Regions from separate parts of the Mus musculus genome. Here region 2 is linked to region 1. The links are chromatin contacts, called in public HiChIP or PLAC-seq maps. All regions are on one chromosome and are shown on one strand. Each heading gives the region's core, a stretch centred on a gene start, on an enhancer-like site or on the middle of the called end of the contact. The rest is flanking DNA. Distances are from core to core; before and after follow the strand shown.

What was found. HiChIP or PLAC-seq counts read pairs in DNA pulled down with a chosen protein or histone mark.
Region 2: a contact with region 1 is called in an H3K27ac HiChIP or PLAC-seq map of embryonic stem cells, with 9 read pairs. The contact joins the promoter of Tekt5 here to the promoter of Emp2 in region 1. A contact is called at or near these places in 16 of 39 promoter capture datasets (3T3-L1-derived adipocytes, the C10 cell line, the SN4741 cell line and 10 more), 3 of 15 datasets of contacts at CTCF or cohesin (the NIH/3T3 cell line, embryonic stem cells and large pre-B cells), 17 of 484 Hi-C or Micro-C datasets (the HL-1 cell line, the HPC-5 cell line, bone marrow-derived macrophages and 10 more), 14 of 115 datasets of contacts at active chromatin or transcription factors (bone marrow-derived macrophages, embryonic basal ganglia, embryonic fibroblasts and 6 more) and 4 of 9 other capture datasets (adipose tissue, embryonic stem cells, liver and 1 more).

Annotation. Positions count from the first base shown.
Region 1 is chr16:10,312,039-10,316,236 of GRCm38.p6, reverse strand. It overlaps Emp2 (epithelial membrane protein 2), which reads left to right and starts at 2,269. Exons shown (of 5, transcript NM_007929.2): 1 at 2,269-2,425.
Region 2 is chr16:10,393,121-10,397,318 of GRCm38.p6, reverse strand. Tekt5 (tektin 5) reads left to right here and starts at 1,864. Exons shown (of 7, transcript NM_001291001.2): 1 at 1,864-2,466. The coding sequence starts at 1,900.

The sequences.
Region 1 (4,198 bases), core at 1,020-3,519:
AACTCTCCCTTCTTGCAAAGCCTTTGGGTTTTTTGTTTTTGTTTTTGTTGTTTTCAAGATGACCATGGGACAGACAGGCCTTAGCTCAAAGTAATGTCTCCTGACCCCTGTGCAATGACTCTCTTGCTTGGGGAATGAGTCTTCATTTGCCTTGACCATGCAAGTGAGATCCTAGACCAATTTTATCAACCTGAGGCCTGGAGGAGTGACCCTTCGGATTTGGGAGTGTCATGTCCCCCAAGGAATCTCTAACTTTGACCCAGTGAGAGCTTCCTTCTAGAGAGATCTGCAATTGGATTTCAAATGATGTTGGTGAACATGGAGATGTAGCAGCCGGGCTTGCGGTGGTAGGGGTGGTGGTATTTGCCATGTGTACCTGTTACCCTAGCACTTGGAGGGTTGCAAGTTTAAAGACAGCCTGGGTTGCATTAAAGATCTTGTCTCAACAAATAATAAGTAAATAAATAAAATAAACCAAGAGCTGGCAAGATGGCTGTCATTGTTAGCTCAGCTGTCATCTTGACACAAACTCAGAGACACCTGGGAGAAGGAGACAGAGATTGAACAATTGCCTCCATCAGACTGGTCTGTGGGTATGGTGGTGGTGCATTTTCCTGACCACCATGTGGGCATGGCCATCCCTGGGTCCTTTCCCAGGTCCAGGTGGGCCTGGACTATATACGGTACTGAGCAAGTCAAAGGCCATAGTCATCAGCCTTCCTCCACAGTCTGCACCAGCTCCTGCCCCAGGTTCCCACCTGAGCTCTGCTTTTCCTGAAGTGTGAGGTGCAACCAATCCTTTCTTCTCTGAGTTGTTTTTGGACCTGGTGTTTATCACAGCAGCAGGGGCAGAGGATAATAAGGACACTTGCCACTAGATGTGAGGACCTGAGTTCTCTCCTCAGGATCTATACAGTGGAAGGTTCTCTCTGCTCTCCATGTGTGCTCTCCATACACACAAGCAAATAAGTAAGTGAACAAATGTAATTAAAAAAATACTGAAAACAGAAATAACTGATGTGGCAAGAAGGCTCTGACAGGTGAAGGCACTTGCTGTCCAAGCCTGGTGGCCTGGTGATCCTCAGGAGCATTGCCAAGAAGGAAGGAGAAAATCAGCTCTTCAAAGTGCATGCGCGCGTGCACACACACACACACACACAGAGAGAGGGGGGGGGGAGAGAGAGTGAGGAGAGAGAGAGAGAGGAGAGAGAGAGGGGGAGAGAGAGAGAGTGAGGAGAGAGAGAGGGGGGGAGAGAGAGAGAGAGAGAGAGAGGAGAGAGAGGAGAGAGAGGGGAGAGAGAGAGAGGAGAGAGAGGAGAGAGGGGGGGAGAGAGAGAGAGAGGAGAGAGAGAGGGGAGAGAGAGAGAGAGGAGAGAGAGGAGAGGGGGGGGAGAGAGAGAGTGAGGAGAGAGAGGGGGGGGAGAGAGAGGAGAGAGAGGGGAGAGAGAGAGAGAGAGGAGAGAGAGGAGAGGGGGGGAGAGAGAGAGGAGGGGAGAGGGGAGAGAGAGAGAGGAGAGAGGAGAGGGGGGAGAGAGAGAGAGAGAGGAGAGAGAGGAGAGAGGGGAGAGAGAGAGAGAGAGGAGAGAGAGGAGAGAGAGGAGAGAGGGGGGAGAGAGAGAGAGAGAGAGGAGAGAGAGGAGAGAGGGGAGAGAGGGGAGAGAGAGAGAGAGAGGAGAGAGAGGAGAGAGAGAGGGGAGAGAGAGAGAGAGAGAGAGAGAGAGAGAGAGATTAAAAGTGCTTAAGAAAAGAAAAAGAGAAAGCAAGGATACAATGCCCAATTGAGATCACAACTTGGATCCTCTATATCAAACTTCTCAGGCCTGGCCAGGCTTGAAGGAATCTTAAGACTGGTCCTTATGGTGGTCTTACTTCGGGGAAGGAATTGATTTTTCAGTTATGGCTTGGCTCATATCAACTCAGCCTCTCCAGGAGGCACCGAGTGTGGCCTTTAGGCCTCAGGACAAGGTCCCGCCACGCCTTCCTTTTCTATCATAGGAAACTGAGGCAGGAGAGATTAACAACCAGCTAAATTAGTAAGAGACAGAGAGGGCTGCTCGGAAAGAAGTGGAAATCTCAGGGTCCTGACCCTGCAGTCAGGAGAAGAGGGGCGGCAGAGATGAGAAGGGCAGCGATGATCCCAGCAGGAGACTTCCAGCTCCCTCGAACTTTACAGAGTGCTGCTGGACGGCCCAGCAAGGGGAGGTGGGGGGGGGGGGGGCGCCCGGCCTCCCGTGGTCCCGCCCCCTGGATCGGCGGCTCCTGACATCACGGGCGGGCAGGGAGGCGGGCTAGGGAGAGGGCGGCAGGGAGGAGGCTCGGCAGCCCGGAGGGCGGAGGACGCCGCGCAGTCCCAGCCCCAAGCTTCAAAACAGCCGGCGCCTCGCCCCACGCGCAGCCCGCCACTGTGTCCAGACGCCCGTGCCCGGTGAGTTGGGGGCGCGACAAGGGACTGCGGTGACGTCGGGGTTCCGGAATGACAGGGAGCAGTGTGCCCTCTTTAGGAATCGGGACAGGCCAGGGGATCCGTGCTTGACGGGGAAGGGTTGGGGTGCGGTTCGTGCGGCAGTCCCGTTGCTCCTTCTCCAGATTTCTGTGGCGCAGACCTTCCCTTTGGTGCCCCCCAAGGCCACCCTGCCACCCCTGGGTGGCATTCGCCACCTTTTGCGTCCAAGTGGGCGGGAAAAGTCTGGGAAAGAGTCAGGGCGGATCCCCTCTCCACCATCGCTGGCCCAAAGCTCTGAACTCCAGAGTAGCCCACTTGTTGCCTGTTGTACTCAGCGTCTGATTCCCAAGCAGTACCAATCAGACAGGACCTGGTCCTCGGGTCCCTGAGGGCCGCGCACTCCTCCGGGTCTGGGCTCCGTGGCGCCCCACAGCGGCGAGGGGGCAGCTTCCTTGGGTTCTTAACGGTGTCCCAGCCTGGGGGGTAAGCTCCAAGGATGGCCCCCCTGCCTGCTCTTGACTACTGTGGCAGATCTGTGGGCTTTAAAGGGAAGAAGGGATGGCACCCATGATTCCACGGGAAAAGGAGGTATAACTGAGTGTGCATGCCAAGCTTGGAGAAGGACTGAAGCATCTAGGTTCAGTTCAGGAGGGTCCCACTACTATGAGGCATCTAGAACCTACAAGTTCAAAGGCAATCCAGAGTGGGTGGTGATCATTGCCAGGCGATGGAGATGGCTGGGATTTTGGACTATTTAACAGGTACAGATTTAATTGCGGATGATGGAACGTTTTGAGTATAGATAGTAGTGGGCGTCACTCAACATTGCTGGTTCATTTCAGGCCATGTGCTTGTAGAATTACAAATGGTTTACATCATAAATGCTGTGCTCTTACCACAATGAGAGGCACAAAAGACGCCTCTAGCCGCCTCTGCTTGAGCATTCCGAATCAGAGAGAAATTCCAAAACCTAGACATGGAGGCTGACCACCTCTCCCTGGAATGTCACTTTCAAATAATGTAAGGGGTTCAGTAGGATGGATCCATGCAGGTTACAGGAGAGACCCAAGGGAAGAGAATGTGGAAGGCCAATGGGAGTATGCATTGGGCTTCTCCCGCCTCCTCCCAGAAAGCCTTATTCTGGGAGACACCTGGCCTAGAGACCTGGCAGAGTTAGCTACTCAAGGCTGTGAAGCCACACCTTCACCCTGTCTTCCCCGTGACTCCACTCATTCCCACCAGGAGATACCTCAGTGGGCTGCAGGAAATGGGGAGAGACCTTGTAAGAGGTGTGGGTCCCCTGCAAGGTATTGGGCAGATAGATACCCGGCCCACAGCCCAGGGAGGCACTAGGGGTGGCCAGAAAGTGCAGAACCTGTTTTTCCTCCAAGGGGTTTTGGATCTTTACCACCTCCACCCCCACAAGAATGGAGAATCAGAGAGAGCCGGTCACACAGCCTGGAGCCTTCTCTGTCCCTCAAATGCAGAAGCTGAGGTTGGCCTGCAATCTGGGCAAGGGTGTTTGTGTGGGAAGCTGGGGAGGGAGCCAATAGGGAGGGGGAGGGCAGAGCAGGGCGGGGAGGTGCCGCCCCACCATCAAGAGAGGCCCCCTCTCAAGCTCACTCTGCCCCAAGGGAGAATTTAATTGTAAATACAGAGCATATTTATTTAGCAGCCACACACACACACACACACACACACACACACACACACACCCTCCTTACAGGTAATGACATCTAGATCCCGTTCTCTCCT
Region 2 (4,198 bases), core at 615-3,114, 81 kb before region 1:
CCCTGATTCATTCAGTTTTACTAAAGTGTTCTATGGGGGTTGACAAATATGAATAGCTGGTCAATCTCCTCTACAATCAAAGATACAGAGTATCATAGTTTGGGTTTCCATTGCGGTGAAGAGACACCACGACCAAGGCAACTCCTGGGACAACATTTAATGGGGGCTGGCTTAGAGCTTCAGAGGTCCAGTTCATTGTCGTCATGGTAGGAAACATGTCAGTGTGCAGGCCGACCTCGTGCTGGAAAAGGAGAATCTTGATCTGAAGGCGACCAGGAGAGACTGTCTCCTCCTCACGGGGCAGAGCTTGATCTGAAGGCAACCAGGAGAGACTGTCTCCTTCTCTGGGCAGAGCTTGAGCACTAGGAGCCCTCAAAACCCACTCCCACACTGACACACTTCCTCCACCAAGGCCACACCTATCCTAACAAAGACACATCTGCTAATAGTGTCACTCCCTGTGGGCCACACCTGAGTCTCTGGGGACCAAGCCTACTCAAGCCAGCACACAGAGCACTTCAGTTACCCATTCCATTTCCAGCTTCTCCCCTCCTCCCATTTGTTGTTCCAGGAAGACTGATGAGGAGGCCAGTTTTGCATTCTCAAAACTGCAGGTTGTAAAACTTTCTTGTCTTTGTGGCCCCATTTTACCTGCCTAGAGTGTTGTGGTTCTCCATTGCAACCACTCCACATTTAGGCTTCGTGATCTAACTGCTCATGCTCGATCCAGTCCGACCACACTCTTCCTGCTGGCGTGAACACTACTGCTGAGCACAACTCTGTGCAATGTATGGGCCATTTTAAAATATTTGATGTTTTGACTCAGTCACATGTAGCCTATGATATCCCCAAACTCATGAGCCTTGGGATATAGTTGATAGAATGCTTGCCTAGCATTGCGGAAGCCCTGGGCTTCAAACTTCAGCACAAACAGTGCAGCCAGCGGCAGAGGCCTGTAATCTCATCATTTAGGAGAGTCGAGAAGGAGAATCAGAAGTTCAAGGCTCTTCTCAGCCACATATCAAGTCTGAGGTCAGCTTGGGTACCTGGAGCCGTGTCTCAAAGCAAAACAAAACAAAAACACAGATAGCTGAGGATGGTCTTCTAGTCCCCACCTTCCTGACTCCATCCTGACTCCTGCAGGCATGATCGAACCTTCTGGATATTATCTTGGGAATAAAGAAACAAAGACAGCTAATGTTGGCCCAGCTGATCCCACAGGGTGAGAGGTGTGGACCATATTAGATTTGCTTCGATACCCAGACTGATCAAGCTCTGGAAAGGCAGATTTTGTTGTTCCAGAATGACAGACATCTGCCGTTTCTTTCGACCCCAAACCAGTGGGATTGAAAAATTCCACTCAAAAAAAAAAAAAAAAAAAAGCCACTGGGAGTGGTGGTGCAAGCCTTCAATCCCAGTACTCAGAAGGTGGAGCCAGAGGATTTCTGAGAATTTGAGGCCAGCCTGATCTACAAAGCAAGCTCCATCCAGGACTATGCAGAGAAACCCTGTCTCCAAAAGAAGCCTTCTTTTCTTTTGATTTTGTGTATTTGTGTTTATCTGTGTGCATGGGCTCCTGTGGAGGAATTAGATCTCCTTGAGCCAGAATTACAGGCGGTTGTGATGTGGTTGCTAGGAACTTAGCTCCTTCGGTTGGGCACTATATGCTCCTAGCCACCAAAACCATCTCTTCAGGCCCTAAACACACTTCTCTTTGTTGACTGCATTTTATTTAGATCATAGGGGCTTCAACCACCTGGAGAACCAGGACCTGGCACAAAGACCCTAACCCATGCTTTATGACACCAGCACTAAGTCACAGAGGCCCCGCGGCTCCTAGCTCTTGGGATGCCCTGGCCCCTTGGGTAAAGTTTTCCCCGGTGGGGCTGATGGGGAAAGATGGAATTTCTTGGAACCACTCAGACAGCGAGTTTCTGTGGCCCCAAGAAAGGCTGTGGCTTGCAGGCGCTGCCCCCTGCTGGGCAGGAACCTGTGGTACAGGAGTGCTACCAACCCTTTCACCTGCCCGGATACCGCTACCTGAACGCGTGGAGACCCAGCGTCTTCCACAAGATCGCCACCTCCCAGACAATCCCCGAGGAATGCTCAGGCATCCGGCGGCCGCCCACCATCCTGCCCTCGCTCCGCTCCGCGCTCTTCTGTCGCTACACCCCAAGGGACTGGGACCGCTCCAATGATCTGCAGATCAGGAATGCAGAGGCCTCGCGGCTCTGGGCCAGCCGGCTGACAGGCGACTCGCTGCGGATCATGCAGGATAAGGACCAGCTGATACACCAGATGCAGGAGGGAACCTCCCGGAACTTGGGCCAGAGGCTATCCGACCTCGGTTTCTGGAAGTCCGAGTTGTGCTATGAGCTGGACAGGCTTCTGACGGAGAACAGCAGCATGGACACCCTCAAGAGGCGCTTGGAGTGCGCTGCTGAGGAGGTGAACTGTCCCTTGCAGGTGAGTGGGGGAAGGGAGACACCACTGCACCTGCTGTTACTGAGTCAAGGTGGCAGGCATCTTGCAGATGGGTTGAATTGCGTTGTCGTTCACGGTCAGATTTTTAAGGTGAAAAAGAGTGGAGAAATAGCTCAGGGCTAAGAGCAGTTGTTCTTGCAGAGGACCTGGGTTCGGGTTCCTAGCACCCACATGGCAGCAGCTGACACTAATTTCACTCTAATTTCACGGGTTCGGAAACAATCTTCTAGCCTCCTAGGGCACTGCATGCTTGTATATATATATATATATATATATATATATATATATATATATATATATATGCTTATATAGACATGGAAGCAAGCAAAATACTCATACACACATAACAAAAATAAATAAATTAAATAATAATTACAATCTCAGTCAACTCAGAATAGCCTCAATCAGATGCGAGTTTTCAGATTGGATCAATTTCCTCCTTAGGTGTGCTGGTCAGGGTTCTCTAAAACAAATACAGACCACAGGGGGATTTACTGGATTGGTCTACACAATTCATACTGAGTAGTGACACATGGCCGTCTGAAGGGGCTGAGAACCCTGTAGCTGCTCAGTGCAATTGTCTGGGTGCCTCAGCGTCCCAGTGTGGTGGTGGAGGCCCAGGGGGGCGGGTCCTAAAGAGTTGCAGGCCTTCAGTCCATGTTGGCAGGCTGATTTCTGAAGGGGAGGAGCAGCTGCAATAGGGTAGGTGGTCTCACTGGAAAGGAATGAAGGCAGGCAGGCAAAAGCTGCACTGGTTTTCTCAAAAACCCTTTTCATGTGTAGCTGCTGCCCACTGTGGGTGTGGGGGAAGGTTCCCCTTCTTAGGGAGTTTTCCCATACACCTTCCCAGAGCCTCTCAGTTGACCTCAGAGCCAATCAAGTTGACAGCTAATAACAGTCATCACATAAGGGTTCCATCAAGATACTGTGTACCTGCTTATGCAAGTGTGTACACACATGCTGTGGTCATTAGGACATTGGAGATAACATCTTCTAACAGATACCACAATTGACTTTGTGGGTCTATTTGTGTACAACACATGGAGACGAGAGGTGGACTTCATGTGTCTTCTTCAATTACTCTCCAGCTTATTCTCTGAGGCAGAGTCTCTCACTAAACTAGTAGCTCACTTACTGTCCTCTGGGTATCCTTATCTTTGTCTTCCCAGAACTGAGATTATAGTATGTGCTTCTGGGCCTGGCTGATTGGAACTCAGCTCCTCTGGCTTGCATAGCAACCTCGTGACTACGCTGTCTCCCCAGTCTCTATGGTTGAGTCTTCTATGTACACTGGGATTAGGCTCCACTGGGACAAAGAACCTGTCTTCTAACTGACATGTTCAAGAGTGGTCCCTGCCTGCTGTTTGCCCTGATGTCTGTTTGCATCCTTATTGACCTATGTACTGATTGCTGTCTAGCCAATGCTTTTGGACACACACCCAGTCTAAAGTGGAGTGTGGTACCCAGCACTCAAATATGTATGTGCACTTGCACATACACATTGTGGTGGTTTGAATGTGCTTGGCCCAGGGAGTGGCACTATTAGGAGGTGTGGCCTTGTTGGAGAAAGCGTGTCACTGTGGAGGTGGGCTTTGAGACGCTCCTCCTAGCTACCTGGAAGACAGTCTGCTCCTGGCTTTTTTTTTTTTTTTTTAATGAAGATGTAGAACTCTTAGTACCATGTCTGCCTGGATGCTGCCATACTGTTAATGGA